Regions from separate parts of the Mus musculus genome. Here region 2 is linked to region 1. A link is a contact called in public HiChIP or PLAC-seq data. All regions are on one chromosome and are shown on one strand. The core of a region is the stretch at or near the end of the contact, and the rest is flanking DNA. Distances in the headings are between cores, read along the strand shown.

What was found. HiChIP or PLAC-seq counts read pairs in DNA pulled down with a chosen protein or histone mark.
Region 2: an H3K27ac HiChIP or PLAC-seq map of embryonic stem cells shows a contact between it and region 1, with 10 read pairs. The contact joins the enhancer-like site here to the promoter of Sulf1 in region 1. A contact is called at or near these places in 4 of 484 Hi-C or Micro-C datasets (Sertoli cells, embryonic stem cells and uterus), 7 of 115 datasets of contacts at active chromatin or transcription factors (embryonic stem cells, heart atrium and stem cell-derived epiblast-like cells) and 3 of 9 other capture datasets (adipose tissue, embryonic stem cells and pancreatic islet).

What each region holds. Positions count from the first base shown.
Region 1 is chr1:12,689,460-12,694,060 of GRCm38.p6, forward strand. It overlaps Sulf1 (sulfatase 1), which reads left to right and starts at 2,971. Exons shown (of 22, transcript NM_001198565.1): 1 at 2,971-3,225.
Region 2 is chr1:12,742,620-12,746,809 of GRCm38.p6, forward strand. All of the region lies in intron 2 of Sulf1 (sulfatase 1), which reads left to right. Among named protein-coding and RNA genes, the nearest start is that of Sulf1, 52 kb to the left of the region's middle. Within about 2 kb of position 2,287, at least 39 of the 459 cell types and tissues checked have an H3K27ac peak or open chromatin away from gene starts, as enhancers often do. A contact at or near this core is called in embryonic stem cells, stem cell-derived epiblast-like cells and uterus, where this site is marked.

The sequences.
Region 1 (4,601 bases), core at 1,721-4,220:
GAAGGGGAAGAAACAATAAGCAAAGGAGGCAAACATTAATGCAGCAGCAGACGCATTTGCTGAAGCCGAGGGATTAAAAGCCACTTCCCTTCTCCCTTGGCCACCATTGTGCTAGCAAAAAAGTGAGTGTGGGCCCTCATGTGCCAATTGCATGTGTGTGAGAGATATGGCTATAGATACAGACTCAGCTAAACTACCATCTGTGGAGGAAGAAGGGTGGAGAGCCCCGTCTAGACAAAGATGAGTGAAGCTAGGAGTGCTGGGTTTACAAGGGCTGGTCGGTTACCATGGAAACTAATTGGAGCTAATAAGTAAAGGGACATTTTAACTGTGGGAACAGAATAGGAGGGGCCATTCTTCAATATCACCGTTACCTATTAATCTTTCATTTTAGGAGCGTCCTGCCTCAGTTTCTAGGATGAAGCAATTCATTCTGCAAAGAGCTCCTCCATCCTGCCCCGTCTGACTTTACAATGCTGGATATCATCGTTTTAAAATACAATGTATTTTAAGTTTAGATCTTTCAAGGCAGATTCAACTTCACTCCTTTTCCCTTAAAAAAATAAACTGTTTGCAGATGGCAAGGCGAAAGCAAGGAAAGTAATGGAAACTTCTTAACTTCTAAACCGACACAGCAGAGCAGGGAGGCAGGGAGGCAGGGAGGCAGGGAGGCAGGGAGGCAGGGAGGCAGGGAGGCAGGGAGGCAGGGAGGCAGGCTGCAGAGGGAGGGGAGCCAGGACGTAGCCTGCAGCACCAGCCTCAGGCTTGGACTTGAGCTGATTTTCCCCATCAACAACATTTCAGAACAAGGAAAAAAAATGCATCTTTGTGGACTAGTTTTACAGTCCACCTGAAAGATGGCACGCCCTGCCACTATGCAGAACACAAGACAAGCATGGACCAGGGTCTGTAGCAGCCTTGTAATTTTCACTTTAAAACAAGTTTTAAATGGGACGAATGGGTGAAATGATCAAGAAAAGAGAAGTAATAGCTGAAATTTAATGAAAAGGTCTACAGTGGAGTGTAGACTGAAACGTTCGCATTGAAAAGCGTTTCAAACAATAATGTAAGTCAGAGACGACCCCCAGGGAAATGTCCCATGAAGGGAAGTTACAGGCACAGGGTGGATGAAACATATTGATTTAACACCTTTACAGTTTCTTAAGTTTTACTTTTGTAACTCAACTTACAGTTTAAGAGATTGCAAACTGGCTTAATAATGTCTCCGGGGTCTTTTCCATCTACACAGTTGAGGCAATGCAGAGTTCCAGACTGAGGTCTGGTGGATTAACTATTACCCACTCCTCCAAAAACAAGACAGAATAAAATTGCTCGACAGTAATTGGCACTATTAAATTTTTATGGTCCCCAGGGAAGCCTTAGGCCTGTCCTGCCAATTGCATTGTTGACAATGTCTGTGTTGCTTGTTTCTGGATGTGGGTGCTCAGGAGTCAGGGGTAGCTTAGTGAACTTGTGATACATAGTAAAGCAGACACCTCATAATCACTCTGGGAAGATAATAAGCAAACGAAGTCAAAGCTCCCACCTCCCCATCCTACTCTCCTTGCCTCCTCCTGATGACCCCGTGGGAGAGAGATCACTTCACAGAAACCCTCTCCTGTCCTCTGTGCTTTGGAAACTTGCACCAGAAGCAACTGTAAGCATCCTTATATAACATCACAGAACCTTGCGAGACAACAACAACAAGAAAGCCAATCAGCCAATGCTGCTTGTAACTGAAAAAATTATTTTCATGACATTGATATGCCAAACACAGCTACCTATCGGTAATCTGGATCTTTTAGGCTTTAGGGAAGTTTAACCCCCTCCCCCACCCTCCCCCACCCTCCCCCACCCTCCCCCACCCTCCCCCACCCCATAAATGATTGGTTTTCTCACCACAAACCTCAAAAGGTGTAATAGTTAAATGTTAGCTTCCAACAGGCACAGTTAGGCAGTAGATGGTATTTAAAATTCCTCTTTACTCTTTAAGATTATCCAAATTCCTTGGATGTCTCATGGAATTTTTGAAAGAATAAGATTTTTTTTAAGTAATGAATTTATTTCTCAATATCTTCTTATATGTAAAAAAAATCTAACACTTTTCTGAATCAGGTTATTAATGTAAATACTTTTATAAATACAATTCAGAAAACTGCATTTTGAAAAAAGTACACAAGAAGGATGTATTTAAACAACCCCAAACTGAAAATATTTCAAAGCAAAATTATTAATGAGACGCTTGAGTTACGCGGATGTAATAAGCACAATTAACTAGAAACCAATAAAAACAATTACTGGCAGAGTGTAGCCTTCTAGTACCAGGAGCTGTAATACCGAGATGGCTGTGGGTGTAGAAAGTGATTAAAAGCCACCTTTATCTAGGAAAGCATGAGTTGCTTTGGAGAAGTAGAGTGAAATGGTTTTCATTGACCGTCTCTCTGGTTTAGCCTGAGAGACACGTGAAGAGCCCAGTGAGAAAAAGAAGTTTCGGCTCAAAGCTGCGACACCACCCCCCAAGCCCTTTCAGGAATGTTTGAGGCGGCCGCCCCCAATCAAAGGGAGGCAGGAGTTTAGATTTCAAAATGTAGATGTCACATTTCAGTGCAAACTACTCCCACATTTAACACTTTATCAGCATGACAAGAAGAATCTTTTATCTCCCGTGGGGTGATGGGGGGAGCGGCTTGCTGAGGACATTGCCCTCAATAGATTAGCTGTAAAAGATTTTTAGTGTTCCTGGGCATCCCACCGAGAACCCCCTCCACCCACCCAGGAGCACAGAGACTTGTGAAAAGTAACGCACAACTGGCCACCAGAATAATTCATTCGCTCTACCTTCCCCGCCGCACCTCCCACTCCTCCTTTTGTAGCAGTTCTTTCTCTCCGAAAATCTCAGGTTACTTGGCTGGGGAGTTCTCCGACCTCCCCGTCCCTGCCCAGCCCTCCGCCTCCAATCCGTAAGAGACTCTCAGCCCCAGCAATTGGATTGGGCAGCCTGTCTTGACACAGCACTGTGCTGAGTGCTTGAGGACGTGTTTCAACAGATGGTTGGGGTTAGTGTGTGTCATCACATTCGAGTGGGGATTAAGAGAAGGAAGGCTGCCCTGCTGGAGCTGTGTGGTCTTCTCCAAGTGAGAGTTGCAGGCAAATCCAAGTACTTGGCTTTGGGAAAGAGGAGGAGGAATTCATTTGCAGCAGCCACAAGAAACGCAGTATTTTCAGGTAAAGTAAAAGACACCAAATCAATTCTCTCTCTCCTCTCCCTCTCCTCCTCTCCTCTCCTCTCCTCTCCTCTCCTCTCCTCTCCTCTCCTCTCCTCTCCTCTCCTCTCCTCTCCTCTCCTCTCCTCTCCTCTCCTTCTCTCTCTCTCTCTCTCTCTCTCTCTCTCTCTCTCTCTCTCTCTCTCTCTCTCTCTCGCCGTAGTTTGGAATGGAATGTAATGCTAGCCCAGCACACTTGTCAAAGCCGGTCCTCGCCGTTCCATCAATGCTGCTATTGTACGACTGACAGATAACAGTGCACATAGCTCTGGCTCGGCTGTCTTTGTAGCGCTAATGCTTCTCCTGCGTTGCTTTTGAAGGTGTAACGAAGATACTGTCTTCGGGAGCCCGGGTGCCTTGAGGTTCCCGTTATAGGCGCAGAAGAGTAGGTGTAGACTGCTCATCAAGGATGGGCAAGGCCAAGAAAGCGTTGATTTTAGCTCTCACCATTAAAGAGTTCACTTTAAACTGTTGCGTTCTTCTCAATAAGAAAAGATTCTTCTAAGCCGGCAGAGTCGGAAACGCTTTGTTAACCGAATTTGTGGAAGGTAGATTGCGTCGATTTGGGATGGAGCAAGAGTGGCTTTTAATCATTTCTGAAGACTAAGTCCGGGAACTCCTCAGGAGAAAAGGGCTGGCTCCCGTCGGTGCAGTCTTTGGGTCGGCTCTGAAACAAAAATACTTAGAGCTGGAAGCCAAGCAAAGAGGGGGGGTAGGGGGAAATGGCTCTCTAACGTAGCCCGGTTGCAGCTGCGGGGGAGCAGATGGATGTAATTCACTTGCAGATCTGTGTGTGAGTTTTACAAGTCAGGAAAAACTAAAGCAGCATAGCTAGGATGGATCATTAAAGTCGCTGCATTTATAGGCTTTAAACAGTGTTAATTAAATGTAAATAGATGTTCAGCCCCGGCTATAAACAAATAAACACAAAGATTTTAATTACAAGTTAGTCATTGGAAATTAATGGTCATGGGGTGCCGAGCAACAGTAAGTGAGTTGTCATCTGATGTGTGGCTAACTGCTCTGCCAAAATCACCCACCAGGATTTAATTGAATGGAATATAACAAGGGACATTACATGCAACATCTTATGTCGAAAAAAAAAAAAAGCCTTTCAAATCAGTGCCTTATTTTCTGAGGGATTAAGAAGGTATTTTTATTTTTCAAGTGTTTGAGCAAAATGGGTGAGTCTGGGTTACTTCTTGCACTGCATTCAGAGACTGACTCTTTCTGAGAAACCATATACCTGCACTGTGGAAGAACCTGGCCCTACAAGAATTGCAAATTGGATAGGGAAATCCAACTTGGTCCTTACTCTTTGCAGGTGAGAGATTTTTG
Region 2 (4,190 bases), core at 1,037-3,536, 52 kb after region 1:
ACTTGGGCTTGGGAAACTCCAGCTTCCAAAACCTGAGTAGCTGGGGTTATAGGCCAACAGACACAGCATCTTTCATTCCCACATCTCTGCTGAGTCCACCAAGTAACCTTCAGCCAGACCCATCATTTTCTGTCCATCCCCACTGGGCACTGAGATCCTCACAGGTACTGATGGGCTCTCACTGAGATCTGCATTGCCAGTGGGGGCTGAGGCTTCAGCACATGGAAAGATTCAATGAAGAAATGAATAACTGTTGTTAAAGATATCTGTATTGGTTAAAGTGTGAACATTTAGAGGAGACTGATAAATGCCTATGTGTTTTTGTAACATTTGCCGGTTTTCAGCAATGGAGAAATCAACTGAGAAACCAGATCCACATAAGCTAGATCTCAGGGCTGCAGCTGAACTAGTTCTGTGCTGAGCTTAGTCCCCTGCACAACTTTAGGATTGTACCCAAAAGGAAGAAGGCAACATGCTTCCTTCCAGAGTCTATAGGATAACGATGATAAGAAGCTGGGAACGGAATGACTTCCTTCAAGGGTTTCTGTATGAACAGCAGGATTAGAACGTCGAGAACCTTTACAAGTACTCTGGTGGCTTTTAAATTTAAACTTGATTGTCTTTTGGACTGCCTGTCTTGCACCTTCCTATGTCAAAAAGTTAACTCAAAAGGAAAGATAGTTAAATTGCCATGAATGACAGGAAATGTTCTCCGTTTTCATTTTCAGAGTTTTTTCCTAAAATCTTTTCTTTAAGGATTCATTTGATTTTATTTTGTATGTATGAGTGTTTGCCTGCATGTATGCATATGTACCACATGTATGTCTTGTGTCCCTGAAGGCCAGAATAGGGCATCAGATGTCCTGGAACTAAGGGGTGCAGAGAACTGAACCCAGGTCCTCTGGAAGAGCAGCCAATGGTCTTAACCCCTGCCTGAGGCATCACTCCAGCCCCTCTAACATCTTAATTCAATATCTTGAAAAGGGATATAATGTGAAATAATATTCATAAATGAAAAATGTAAGACTTATAGAAGTCTCTTAAAAATTGTCGATGTTAAAAATCTCTACATAAATGTGTACTATAAATGTAGGCTCATTCATTTTAGAAATATTCCTCTTGCACATGAGAGCAACAGTAAAAAAAAAAAAAAAATCTCTACATTGGCTACACATTTTACCTAGCATAGCTTCAGTCCAGTCCTAAAGGGTTCCTAAAATTCAGAAGTATTCCAACTGTATAACACAGAAACACACACCGGCTACTTTGTAGTTTAAATCTGGTTCTCATGGTATTGTTACTATCAATATTATACAGTCTTTTTTAATATTTAATCTTCCTTTACATCTACAACAGTAGTTCTCAACCTTCCTAATGCTGTGACCCTTTAATATAGTTCCTCATGCTGCAGTAATACCCCCAACTTATAATTATTTTGTTGCTACTTCATAACTGTAATGTTGCAACTATTATGAATCATAATGTAAAAATCTGATCTGCAATTCCAGGGGTCCACAGGTTGTAGACCATTAATCTATGGGATTCTTAAAATCAACTGTCCCTTTTCCTTCTGTATTTCTAATCTCTTTAAGTTAATAGCAGTAAGGAAGTTAGGTAAATTAGGTAAGGAAGTCTGCCCTGACTGTGATGTCCAGTCTCTTGGTTTGTTCTTCAGGTTGGCTTTGGCTAGTCACCCTTTACCTCAGATCTTTGATTACAGAACCCATCATGTGGAAATGATACCTTGACCTCAGCATGCAGGTTGAGGACCCCAGCAATTTTAACAGTAGAACAAAAACCTAGTGCGTTATTGTGGCAATGTAGTGACTATTCTGTTAAAAGAGCAGAGATTTTAAGTTGGTTGTTGAAAACTGTTGAAAACTATGGGTTTAGTTTCACTTTGTTTTTTGATTGTTTTTTTTTTTTTTCCCAAACATTCTCCCCTTGGTTTACATTGCCCAGTTAAGAATTTAAAAGGACGCCTTTGCTAAAGCCTCAGGTTCCACCTGGTTTGGGGGTGAAAGCACAGGAAGCCACTGCATTTTGCATAGTTTCCATTTGAAAAGGTCTACCAGCCCGGGTTCTCTTTCAGGGTGGGCCAGGCTTCCGGGAACCTTGGCCAAGCCTTTAGATAAACCTGCTGGAGGTTGGGATTTTGTATCAGATCCTCAAATGCCACTCAGCTAGTTCCACCTTTGAAAAGCTGCCATTGTAATGTCCCCAGAGTGTGCATAGCCATTCCTAAAGGGTGAGGTGGACTGACACCTCGTAGTGTAATGTGGGGGAGAATTTTTCAGCCACTTGGCATTTGTTCACTCTAATTGGGAAACCAGACAGGCTGGGTTATAGAGGCTCTGGTGTCAGGCAAAGTATTTGAGGAAGGAATTTCTTTTGATGTCTCAACAAAAGGATTTTCAAGTAAATAGCTTGGAGACCTATTTAATTCTTTTTCTTTTTTGCTTTGTTTCTTCCTTTACTTAAACATTCATCAATGCAACCAATATTCACCAAGCATTCCTACAGGCCAGGTGTGTTTTAAATGCCTGTCATTGTGACAACACCTGAGCAGATCAACTCAGGAAAACACTTTGTTTGCACTGTGTCAGGAGAGGACAAAAGACCGAAGTGTGTGGCAGAGAAGACTGCTCACTTCATGGATGAGACAGGGATGTCGATATTCCCTTCGAAGGCAGGCCCCAAATGCTCTGTCTTCCATTAGACTTCCTGCCTAAAGGTTTCACTACTTCCTGGGTACACCAGAGTTGATCAACAAAACCTTCAGAGAAAAACCTTTGGGGCACATCTAAGAATCAAACTATGAAACCAATCAGGATGCCATGTGCCCATAATTTCAGCCTTCAAGAGGCCAGTGCAGAAGGCTCACAAATTCAAATGTGAGCCTGAGCTACATAATAAGACACACTATAAAATACAAAACAAACAAATAAAAAACAAAAAATAATCAAACTATAGAATATGCCAAGCCTCATTCTAAGAATTTGAAATGTATCAGCGAGTAAAATATTTAGAGACCTGGAACTCTGTGTATATCATGTTCTAGTAAGAGGAGGAAGATAATCTACTCATTTCTACCAAGTCTATATAGTCTATTAGAACAGAGAGCAAAATGAGCAATCAGGTACATTGCAATGCTAAAAAGGAAGGTTTGCTGAGAAAAGGTTTAAATTTGAAGGACATAGAGAAGTCGAAGCTGGGAATCTTATAGAACACCAGGAAATGGAGGGATGGCTCAGTGGTTAAGGATACCCACAAGTTCAGTTCCCAGCACCCCTGTTGGCACTGACAACTACTTATGACTTTAGCCCCAGGGTATCTGTGTTCACATGCATATGTGTCCCCAATACATATGCATAATTAAGAATAATAAAAATAATCTTTAAGAAAGAAAGCATTCCATCGAGGAAAAAACTAACATAAAAAGACCACTATAAACCAAAAAAATAAAAAAGTAAAAAAAAAAAAAAAGCCGGGCGTGGTGGCGCACGCCTTTAATCCCAGCACTCGGGAGGCAGAGGCAGGCGGATTTCTGAGTTCGAGGCCAGCCTGGTCTACAAAGTGAGTTCCAGGACGGCCAGGGCTACACAGAGAAACCCTGTCTCGAAAAACCAAAAAAATAAAAAAGTAAAAAAAAAGACCACTATAAGTAGTCTGATGCAATATGAGAACCACAGAGAGACTGTGCACAGTAGTGTCACAGTAGTGTCCGGAAATGGTATCAGAGTCACCGCAGGCCAATACATGACCCATAGGCCATGGGAAGATTAAGGCGATTTCTCTGGATGAAAGGGAAACCGTTATTGAAGTTCACATAAAGGAATAGTGCTTTCTGACTTATGTTTCCAAAGGTTCTCTTTGCTGTGCTAGAAGCAGATGATAGATGAACAACAGCAGCAAGAAGAGACTTACTACGAGGCTATTAAAATAGAGGAGAGAACTTCACACTTATAGTAAGAGAAGCTTCAGAAATAGACACCAGCTATTTATAAAGGAAGAACCAACAGTATTACCTAATCAGTTGGATAGCAAATGTGAGAAGCATTTTTAAGAGAGGAGGAGGGAAGAGGGATGGAAAGCGGGATGGAGGGACTCACCTCCGGAGTTCAGTGGTTTCAGTAATTGAGTTGGGGATGTCTATTAGTCCTCCGATCGGAAATATCTTTTGGCATTTA